2 separate regions of the Drosophila melanogaster genome follow, and region 1 is linked to region 2. Evidence: chromatin contacts called from public targeted proximity ligation data. All regions are on one chromosome and are shown on one strand. The core of a region is the stretch at or near the end of the contact, and the rest is flanking DNA. Distances in the headings are between cores, read along the strand shown. Region 1 holds the start of CG10184. Region 2 holds the start of CG10175.

Region 1 (5,382 bases), core at 1,406-3,905, 75 kb before region 2:
GTGTGCGCCTAAGCGCCTGCATTTGCCAGGGATATGCCAGCACCTGCATGCCAAGCAGCCGCCAATGCCGATGCCGTGGCCACAGATGCAGATGCAGCAGCTGGAAAGATATTTTCAGACCGCCTGCAAAAGGTTGCAAAACATCTCCAGGTTGTAAGCCGCCACACCAACGCCACACACATCATCGATGCGCCGGGTCTTTGGAGACCAGGTGCCAGGTGACTTGGCTGCGCTGCTGCTGCTAAATTGTTTGTTATGCAAAAGCGTTTGTTGGGCTTACGGCGATGTCATCGCTGGCACCCAGCTAACACCTGGCCATCCTGGTTCATTCCTGACTTTCCATGCCACTCGGCCACCTTGCCACCCACTTCTGCTAGGCAATTATCCCCTCCGCCAATCGCGTCCAGGAAGGGCCTTCGAAGGACCTGCCCTGGCTGATTGCCGAATACACTCTAATTTGGCCCGCCTTTCGTTTGCATTCCAGGGTCTACGGCAACGAGACTTTCCCCCTGCATTTGGACCACGGCCGTGGTTTCGGGCGGCCCTTCCACGACGAGCTCTCCATCCTGGCGCCGGTGCTGCAGTGCTGCCTGATACGCAAGTCGACGCTCGTCAAGCTGCTAGAGTGAGTATATATGTATATATATATATATTGCATGCAACAGCATAGTTCATGCTGCTCGCATTGAATTGCACTACTTAATATGCATAATATTCAATTGAAAACTTTTGGTAGCTTAATTACGCTTTAAGCGGTTGCTTCTAGTAAAACAAGTGCTACTCTTATTTAAAGTAAACTACTTAACAGTACGGCTTAAATAGTTGCGTCTGAAATTTGTACGCTATTTAATACAATTTAGGCCAACAGAAACCAATGTACTTATCCTATCACCAATTATATTTCGGGATTGATTTGCTTTAATTAAATTTAGCCATTGAAAACGATTAAATACCAAGTGCTTCATAAGCTTAATTTATCTGTAATTGCATTTCAATCAATTATGTAATGTTTCCAAAAGTTGAAACACAAAAGTGAGGTGTTAAGCTTATAACGCTGATTAAAAGCAATATTTAAATGAACTATTTTATTTATCTGATAGCTTCCACAATGGTCCCAAGCCGCTGTCCCAGCTGATGAGCGAATCCCTGAGCCAGGATCCCGTCAGTCCGGTGCTCTGGCAGCCGCACCTGGAGGCGCTGGACCGCCGGACCGGCATCATCCTGCAAAGCATACGCGACTGCATAAAGCGCAATCCGCCGGGCGACGTGGACGGATCCGAGACGGACGTCTCCTCGTAGCGATAAGGAGGCGACCGGAGTGAGCCCACACAACATCCTAGAGCATTAGATTAAATCCCCTAGCTGTTAGTCGCGTGTCCTGTGTGTTGAAACTGAAACAAAAAAAAAAAAAAAACAATTAGCGTTAATGTTGGTGGCAATCGGTCTTTGAAAAAGATCAACGTCCTAAGTGAAGGAATCCCTGTCGCTCCATCTGCACATACCAAAAAACGGAAATTAGAAAAGAAACCGAAAAGAAGGCCAAGAGCCGAGGGCGGAAATGAATTCACTCCAAGTTTATACTTTCACCTAGATTGTTTGTCGCGCTGCTGGAAAATGCTTTGATTGGCAATGAAATTTGAGTACCTCCCACCCAATCGCACACGCCCAAATCAAACCGAGCACTATCGTACGCTTACAGTGGGTGCCAAAAGTAAACGAAGACGCAATGTGCAAACAACTTGAATGTGAAAGTATAAACTAAAATATAGGGCAAATCTTGACATTTTGCCAGCGTGCGCCAGAAGGAAACTTGTTCAAAAGACTATAAAACATAAACAACAAGAACTAAAACTGAAAGGATAACTACAAAAAATTGAAACTATTTTCTAAATATTTATTTATAATTTTTGCATACATTTTATGACTTTTACATATACACTTTTGCATACACTTTTCTCGTATGCAATGATGCCCCTACTTCCCACGCCCATTCTCAAGAAAAGTTGTTGCAAGTTTAGTTCGTAAGTTGACCTAACATTATGATCGATATCAGGCGTAGCTTTATCCGATTCAAGGATCGTCTTATTAGTTAGTCCAATCAGTTCCAGCGAGAATCATGTACTTCATCATGTCGGAAGCAAAACAAAACGTGAAACAACTACTGTTAACAAACTAATTCATACTATTATTGAGTACATAGCTAAGTTAAATTTGTTTTTATTATTGTAACGTTTTTCAATTGTACCTTGAGTGGTTGAGATAGAGATCATTGATTGGCCAAGAAAAGAAAAAGTGACAGGTGAATTGAGTGTGAAAACTATGAGAAAAGAACAACAAAAATGTGTTAGACATAGTAAAATTTTAGTGAAAATTTCTGATGTAATTAATAAAAAAGTACCAAAGAAATCTTGTGTGTTTTAATAGAGTGCTATTACAGATCACATTCCGTTCCTGAAATAGAATCTTAGTGTGGGCAGGGCTTAAAGAGCATGGCGTTCGGCTCTTCGAAAATTTGTATAAAAAGAGAAAAAAATATTAAAAGAGAATTTAGATATCTCTTATACTAAAAAAAAGAAGAAGATCGATCGCTGCTCAATTGGGAACAGTATTATCATTGCGGAGGTTGCCTTATAAAGAAGGCCATTTAGCAGCTGTTGGGGTCAGTTTTTCGCTAGCTCTGAACGGAGCACGTTGTGTGATTTTTTTCGCTTAGTTTTTTTATCAATTAGGTTTCCAAGTGAGTTCTGTGATGTTTTTTTGTTTACTTACGTGTTTTTTTTTTTTTTTTGACAAATTGAATTATGTCTATTAAAGTTGAATAAAGGTTGAACGAGTTCAGCCGGGAGATCAAGTGTTAAAAGTAAAATAATGATTATGCAATCGCTCAACACACCATATTCCAATTCCATTCGAATGTCCAGAAGTGATTGTTTTCATTTGGTGTTGGGCCCCCAACCGCCTATCGCCCCATTGCCCATATCAATTATTTAAGGCAGTACAACTGACGTGTCTCAATGTAAATGAATGAGTTCGCGATTCCATGGGGGATTTGCTGCTGGCCATAAAGATGGAAAATCAACATAGCCCACCTTATGCAAATATCCCAGCTAATCAACTTGCAGAAAATGACCACCCATTCCGTTGTTGACCTGCGCTCGGACACCGTCAGCCAGCCGACGGACAAGATGCGGGCCCGGATGGCCACCGCCGTGGTCGGGGATGACGTTTATGGCGAGGATCCCACCGTCAACGAACTGGAGGCGCGAACAGCGGCCATTTTCGGCAAGGAGGCGGGCCTCTTTGTGCCCAGCGGCACCATGGGAAATCTACTGGCAAGTGAGTGGCAACTGCCAGGAGTCGTAAATAAGCCCGGCTCATTTTCCGTCTCTGCTTTAGTGGGTTTCCGTAGTGGGGAATCGCTTATGTTTATTAGTTTAAAGCGAGGCCAGTCTCAGATTACACAAAAGGTGGCTGGTTGCGTGGGCGTGGGCCGAGCGAAAAGGTGAAAGAAACAAGAAAGCAGTGCTCATATCATGCATCAGGTACATTATCGTAAAGGCTAAGGGCAGCCATAAACATAACATTAATTTTTATAGACTTTAATATTAGACGTGGACGTGTGCCACACAGTCGAGGTCGAGCAAGGGAAAAGAAAAACTGAAGGATAAAGGACGAAGTTGCAAGGAGCTACCGCTTTGGGCATCGCAATCTGGAGTAATTTATGCTTTCGCTCAAATTAATATTTCTAATGGAATTTGAAGTTTGCATTTTATTCAAAAGAAAACTGCTGCACTCATACTTGTGATTGTGATAATTTTTCAAGAGGGTTGCTCATTTGGTATGCAGCAATAAAAGAGTGATATTTATATGAGTACTTCCTGGTCTTAATTAAGATATTTCATTTAAGAACTCGAAAATAAGGGAAAAGGCATTTCAGTTTACTATGTTCATTATCAAATCATAATAAACCTTATCTTAGAAAGATTATGCACACTTAAAGCTAGTTAAATATCTATTAAATTACTAGGTATTAAATCTTTACAGGAGTAATGCAAATTTTTAAACGATAAGAATCATTAGCTAAATTTTGTAAAGTAAGAAGTGCTATTGATATCAGTAACAATTAGTAAGGCTGTAGTAGTTGTATTAAAGATGAGTTCAGAGCTAAACCGAAAAGCCTGTGGCTGAATCCTTGATTATCCCGAGCCAAGCGAATACTCCAATGTTTCCCTTGATAATCTCCCCAGTTATGGTTCACTGCCATCGTCGTGGCACGGAGGCCCTGGTCGGCGATTTATCGCACATCTTTCTGTACGAACAAGGTGAGAAGAGCAAACACTCCGCCAGGACTCAACGACTCCAGAGCGTTTTCATTAATCACGTTTAGGTGGCGCCTCGCATTTGGCCGGAGTCCAATTAGCCACTCTGAAGAACGAGCAGGATGGCACCTTTAGTCTGCAGGATCTGCGCCGCAGGATACGCCACGAAGACTGCCACGAGCCCATCACCTCGCTGGTGGTGGTGGAGCAGACCCACAATATCTGCGGTGGCAAAGTGGTGCCTCTGGCCTTCTTGGATGAGCTAGCTGCTCTGGTCCGACAGCCGGGCGTGGGCACTGGGAACGCCCGTATCGCTCTACACATGGACGGAGCGAGGGTCTTTAATGCGGCCACCGCCTTGGGCGTGGGAGTGGAGCGCATCTGCCGCGATTTCGATTCGGTATCTATCTGCCTCAGCAAGGGCTTATCGGCTCCCGTGGGATCCGTGTTAGTCGGCTCCAAGGCCTTCATTTCGGAGTGAGTTTAACCCGGCATGACGGCATGAGTGTCTAATACGCTGCTTGCCGGCTAATATTTGCTTTTCCGGGTTCCGGTGACTCCAATACTTCGATATAATTACGGAAATTGGTGCTTAGCTGCAGTCCATTTTTAGTTATTGGTAACTGTATCTTAGTAATGGAATTATTTGACACTACTTACATATAATATAATTTTATATTTGATGTTAGCCAATAACAAATACCTTTCTGCGTATAGAGCCCATCGACTGCGCAAAGCTTTGGGAGGCGGAATGCGGCAGGTGGGAGTGTTAGCAGCAGCTGGACTGGTAGCTTTGGATGAAGTGGTACCACTTCTGAGCAAAGATCACGAGCGGACCAATAAAATTGCCAACGGTTGGTGTCATGACGTCTAACATAATTGCACACCTATAAATATCTATTTCCTTTTCAGCTATATATGAACTGAAAAGTCCCAACATTACCGTACACGTGTCGTCTGTCCAGAGCAATATCCTTCTGGTAGAGATAACCCAACCCAAACTGACGGCCAGTGAGTTCTCCACCCGGTTGAGCATCGTTGATGCTGGTGAAGTGGAAGCCGG
Region 2 (5,527 bases), core at 1,331-3,830:
TCACAAACGGGGGTCTGCTAAGTGTAATGGAGGCTGTTTACAGTGGAGTGCCGATCTTGGGATTGCCTGTGTTCTTCGATCAGTTTATTAATCTGCGAAATGTTAATCTGCGTGGCATGGCCGAGGTCTTGGACGCCAATGAGATGACCTTAGAAATTCTGACCTCAACTATTCGGAAGCTGCTGGAGAACCCAAGATATGCTCTGAAAGCCAAGAAAATGTCGCAATCCTTCAGGGATCGACCCATGAGTCCTTTGGACACAGCAGTTTGGTGGACGGAATACGCCCTGCGGAATAAGGACGCCTCACATATGCGCCTTAACACGGAGGATGTTCCTCTTTACTACGAATGGGATTGGGGGCTCCTTTTAGGTCTCCGCTTTGGTATTGTCTTTGGGTCTGTGATCTACTTGGTCTACAAGTTATTTCAAAAAACTAGTGCGAGGCGAAGGCCATTTCAAGTGACAGGAACTGTTTCTCAACATCCTAGCTTGCTTGATCGAAGATCGCAAACACAATAAGTTATGTTTATTGTGTTAACACGTATTATTTTTATTATTTTACAGTTACTGCTGCAATAGCTCTGTTAACTAGCTACCTGTTAATATATAAGTCGATCTCAAAAGTGTGCTTGCAAAATTACTAGTTAACATCGACTTGTAGCATAAGTTCAGTTGGCATGTACAAATGGTGTGCGCTAATTTGAATTATATCCAACATGTCGTTAACCGATTTTCTCTTCTTTTTTTAATTACAGTTGTTTTACAATTTTAAAGTTATTACTTTAAAAATGTTTTTTATCTTATTGAAAAAATTTAATGAATTGAAACCGCTACCTTAGTATTAATTATACTTAATTAAATTCCTATTCTAAAAAACATATGTTTCCCATCTTAACTGGTTTCTTGAGATTCTACACCTGTAATGACGTATTTTGAGACGAACTTATTGACGTCAGTAGTAAAAAAAAACCTGTAGTTGTCCTTGATATTGAGCATCCTCAGAGAATCCACCGCAGGTTCCGCCTTTCACCAGCATCGCTAACTGTAAATCTTCCCATCCTATAGGCCAGACTTCCCGATCTGGCTTCAACAGTAGTAAACTCTACTCAAGATATTTCTGCTGTAATTTTCGTAAGTCATGGTAACTGAGGCATTGCCAAATATTTGGGCCAAACAATAACGACAAATGGTGGCATAGTTTAAGGCCAGAACAACAGACATTCAAACCGCTGACAGAATGCACAAAATATGAATTCATGAACAGAATCGTATATTATTGTGGTTGTATTCAGTGTGTTTTTAATTTTCCATTTCGGGGTTTATTTGCACAGTGCGGCGGCATTCTTTTGTTTACGATCTGCGCTTGGCTAAATATTAAACCTGGCTGCAAAGCATCGGAGTGAGAACAAACGGCAACGAGGTCACCAACCAACCTCCTCCGAGAACGATTAATCAGTGGAAGATTCCCCCGTTTAATTGTTCCGCTAATATAGCAACTGAATGCCTTGACGATCGAGTTGGGCAATCGCTTAGTTAATTACACGGGCTTCGTGAAAAGTTCATTTCCATCCGGCGTTTGCCATTAATTGTTAACGTTAACTTTAGTCGCCTTTACAGTTGTCATTCCATTGCCATTGGCCAGCTTATTTTCCACACCGAGATCGCACTGCCTTGGCTTATTGTGCCACAGATTATTAGTTGCATCCTTGATCTCAAACGGTAAACGAGACTGGCCATCTCTAACCCCAGTGTCAACTGCTTTTCCGCGGTGGCAATAAACGAGTCCAATTTCACGTGCCCGCTGTTGTGGCTACAAACTGAAGTTAGCCGCATTTTAGATATCTGCCTCTGCACAATGCCAAAAAAGGGGGACGGGCTGACACTAGAATAAGCTTACTATGGGCAGGCCACCAATTGCCAAAATTGAATTTGATATATAATTTTGCATAATTATGCGTGAGCCGGCGTGACAGCGGACCCGAAATGAGTACGGCCATAATTTAAGACCGCAGAAGCACAGCTATTCAAACAAACTGTTAATCTGGTGTCCATCGTCTGAAATTTTATATGTATATGCTGCTAGCCGAGGGAATACCCTTTCAGTCATTAGTTTTATAAGAGGTCTTAACTATTAATTAGTTTCTAGAAAGCAATTAATCATTTAGGGAATAGTGTTTTAAAGTAACAAAGGTGTTTTGTTGCTCATTGCAGTTATTATTGTAAATTAGCAGAGTCTTGAACAAATAAACAAATAAAATAACAAATAAAATTTACAAAAATCACTGATAAGCTGTGTGAGTTGAGTTATATATAGTTAAATTCATTTAACTTTTCACATTCTAGGAAAAGCGTTACAGTCCCCAGAAAGTACTTTAGTTTGCTAAATGCGGTCTTACGACTACGGTGATTCCAGAATTTGAACACTTAAAGTTACATTACCAACTACGAATTCAGCTCATGTCGTATAACCATTTTTACCGATCATCCAGACTGCTCGGCATGTTTTGCATGCCGCAGCTGGTTAAGGTATAAGCCGCAGCAATTTGACGCTTAAGCGCACCGCTGCACAGTCGCAGCTTCAGTTTGTCGGCGACAGTCGAACGTGGAGCACGAAACATTCCGGTACGCGAAGAGTACGATATTGAAGCCGAAATCGAATGAAGTCGAAACGAATCGAATCGAATTGAGTTGACCAGAGCGCAATCGATGTGGCGGGCCAAAGACTCGGGCCACAAACTTGAACTTGCCCAACACACGAAGCCAATTACATGGTGCATAAAAAGTGTTTTAGTGCTCAAAAATGATGGTCAGAGTAATTCCGAGAAATAATCAAATCTAATGCTGATTGACACCTATTAGGTTGACACATTTACCCCACAAATCTGTTGCAAATAGCGTACTGCAGTTGCCGTCTTGTTGAGTCATTGAGCAGGGTTCAAGAAAAATATGTGTGTCAAATATTTGTCTGTTTGCTGGTGAAATATTTGCGAGCCAGCTTTTGTTAATGAAACTCCAGACCCGAGTAGATGTGTCAGCATAAGCAGATGCCATTCGAACGGGCATGGGCCTGGCGAATTTGAAAATAGTTTTAAATTAGTTCCGTTTTTGCTGCTTGGCCCCGGCTACCATTTTATATAATGGGTCAAGCGAAATTTACTGTTAAGCGGCGCACGCCAAAAGCCACTGGGCCATCATCTTTTTGGCCAAACTCTCGCTTTCTCACACCTCTCTCTTTCTCCTCTCTATCTCTCTCGCTTTTGGCTCGCTTTATCTCTTCATTTCTTTCAGTCATTGGCTTGGCTTAATTTTTTCGTGTTATTTTCTCAGTCAATATTTACCTTTTTTGTTTTGCTCGTCGCTTACGTAAGGCGTCGCAAGCCCGTCTGGCCGGCTCCAGGCCAAGTCTGCATCACCACCGCCACCTCCATCTGGGCCTGAATCCCGATCCCACTTGCATTTGCAGCTCCCGATCAGCTGCTGTCACTGCGATTTTCCGACCCGTTTAGCTGGCAATTTGTGTTGGCCCTCTCTGACTCTCTCTTACTTCGGCTGCCAGCTCTTCAATTGGCCTGGTCATTACAAAATAGCCACATTCTGCTATTGGAACAGTTGGCTTTAGCTCAATCGTTGCCTATTGCAGCATTGCGCAAATTCCAAGTCCAATTTGCATATGTTTCTTGTAATCATAAGGCATAGTTTTAATAAGCTGGATTTATGGCCTAGAGAAAAGCGCACAGCTGATCGACAACCCCCTCTCTTTTGGCTACTCTGCATCTCCAGCTGGTCGGACAACTTTCAAGGAAAGTGCAAGTGTTGCCATGGCATTGTGGCAACTTCAAATGGCTTAGTGAGTCAAGGGGGTTGGAGAGGGGAGAGCGGCAATGTCGTGTCTTTTGTAAAAGGAGGAAGTGGCTCTGGGTTACTGGTTTGCTGGGGGCGTGTTTATTGGCAATATCGGTATATACATATATGTGTTATGGCCCAGTTTAACGAAACTGTTAAGGAAGCGGAACTATAATTAACACCCCTACTAGCTAGGCCAAAAGGTTTCCATATCTGGTTGATTAACAGATTTATGGATACCACGAACGAAGTTCGTTAGCTTCTTTGAGACCTTCTCGCCCTGATTTCCGGTCTTGCCATTCAATTAGTCCATTGTCATTGGGTCTGTGTTTTTATGTAAAAAATATTTTAAATAAATTTATATGCGTGTATGCCATAATGTGGAATAAACATATAGCTATATGAATTCCTAATTCATCATACGCCCTGTGAGCATGCAAAATATTTGGTGACCTCTCGTAAGGAAAAAAATAACACGGCAATAAAAACAGCAGCAGCAAAACAAAATTGAATAATGTCTGTATTAGCCCAAGACAAGCACTGCGAACAAATTCGAAAATAATCGCAAGCAATTTAAATTGAGACCACCACTGACTGGCGGTGGAAAAACTGAAAACTGAGCCAAGTTAGTGGCTTTGAGCCAAGTTGAGTGGAGTCAAGCGCAAGAGCGTCTAAAAGCCAAGCAAAGCCGAGCAAGCTGTTGACATTCGCGTCTTTGTCTTGGCCCTGACCAAGAAGTTGGCTCAGAAGCGTTGCGCACTTCGATTCGATATTCGGTTCGGTTCGTTTTCGGCTTGGACATTGACGTTTGGCAAACACATTTGGCCATAACACGGGCCATCGCCTAATGCATTATTCCAATTTGTTTACCCAGACAACAAGCAAACGCACAATGACAACCACTGGACTTCGACCACTGCTGAGCCTTCTGTTCCTTGGATTGGGTGTGATACTCCTCTGTGATGTCAGCTCCTCGATTGCCATAGCTCCGTCCACATTTGGCACGGCAATAGCACGTGCTGGGAAGATATCCAACCAGCTTAAGGTGAGTTCAAGAACCCGTATTCCTAACCACATACATGCATACATAAATAGTTGTGCGATCTGAGAACAACTTGTATAAATTAAGCAGAGACAAAAGAATCTTTACAAAGCGTGCCAGTTCTGGCCATTTCGGCTGACTCGACCAGTTGTGTGACTTTGACATCGTGTCGCAAATTTGTTGCCGCCCCAAAAGTAATTCAACACCCAAGAAGACGTCGCTTTATGGCCAAGTGTTTTAGCCAAATTGTGTGGCTGCCGGTCACTGCATTTACATGTGCCTGTTAATGGAGTTTATTGCTCACCAAACAGCAAATAAGCCTGGCAAATTGCAAATACCTCGCGGTTCTATTGTTTTATGGGGTGAAGTGAAGCGCGTGAAAAATACTTTTTGGCACCTGCTAATTAGGCAGCCAGTGGCCCAAAACAAGTGGTCAGGGGCAGGTGAGGTTGAGCGGGGGCTTCGAATAACAATTGGCCTTCTGAGCAGCCCAACTGAAAACGAATCTCTCCGGCAATGCATTTAATTCATTAGCCATGCAGCGCATGACATTTGGAATGCAGAAACCTGGCAAGCAAATAACTTACTGAACTTTACTGCAGCACAATGCCCTTTTTATAGCAGAAATGTGAGCACTGAA

The links.
Region 1: a targeted proximity ligation map of the Kc167 cell line shows a contact between it and region 2, with 3 times the contacts expected there. A contact is called at or near these places in 23 of 107 Hi-C or Micro-C datasets (the Clone 8 cell line, the D17-c3 cell line, the Kc167 cell line and 9 more) and 2 of 7 datasets of targeted methods (both in the Kc167 cell line).

Annotation. Positions count from the first base shown.
Region 1 is chr3R:23,602,768-23,608,149 of dm6, reverse strand. CG10184 reads left to right here and starts at 2,655. Exons shown (of 6, transcript NM_142904.4): 1 at 2,655-2,737; 2 at 3,123-3,336; 3 at 4,248-4,322; 4 at 4,388-4,796; 5 at 5,037-5,173; 6 at 5,232-5,382. The coding sequence starts at 3,126. CG31145 reads left to right here. Exons shown (of 17, transcript NM_001369999.1): 16 at 485-625; 17 at 1,101-2,399. The coding sequence ends at 1,305.
Region 2 is chr3R:23,528,039-23,533,565 of dm6, reverse strand. It overlaps CG10175, which reads left to right and starts at 2,580. Exons shown (of 8, transcript NM_001300557.1): 1 at 2,580-2,624; 2 at 4,720-4,890. The coding sequence starts at 4,738. Ugt303B3 (UDP-glycosyltransferase family 303 member B3) reads left to right here. Exons shown (of 2, transcript NM_142895.3): 2 at 1-621. The coding sequence ends at 521.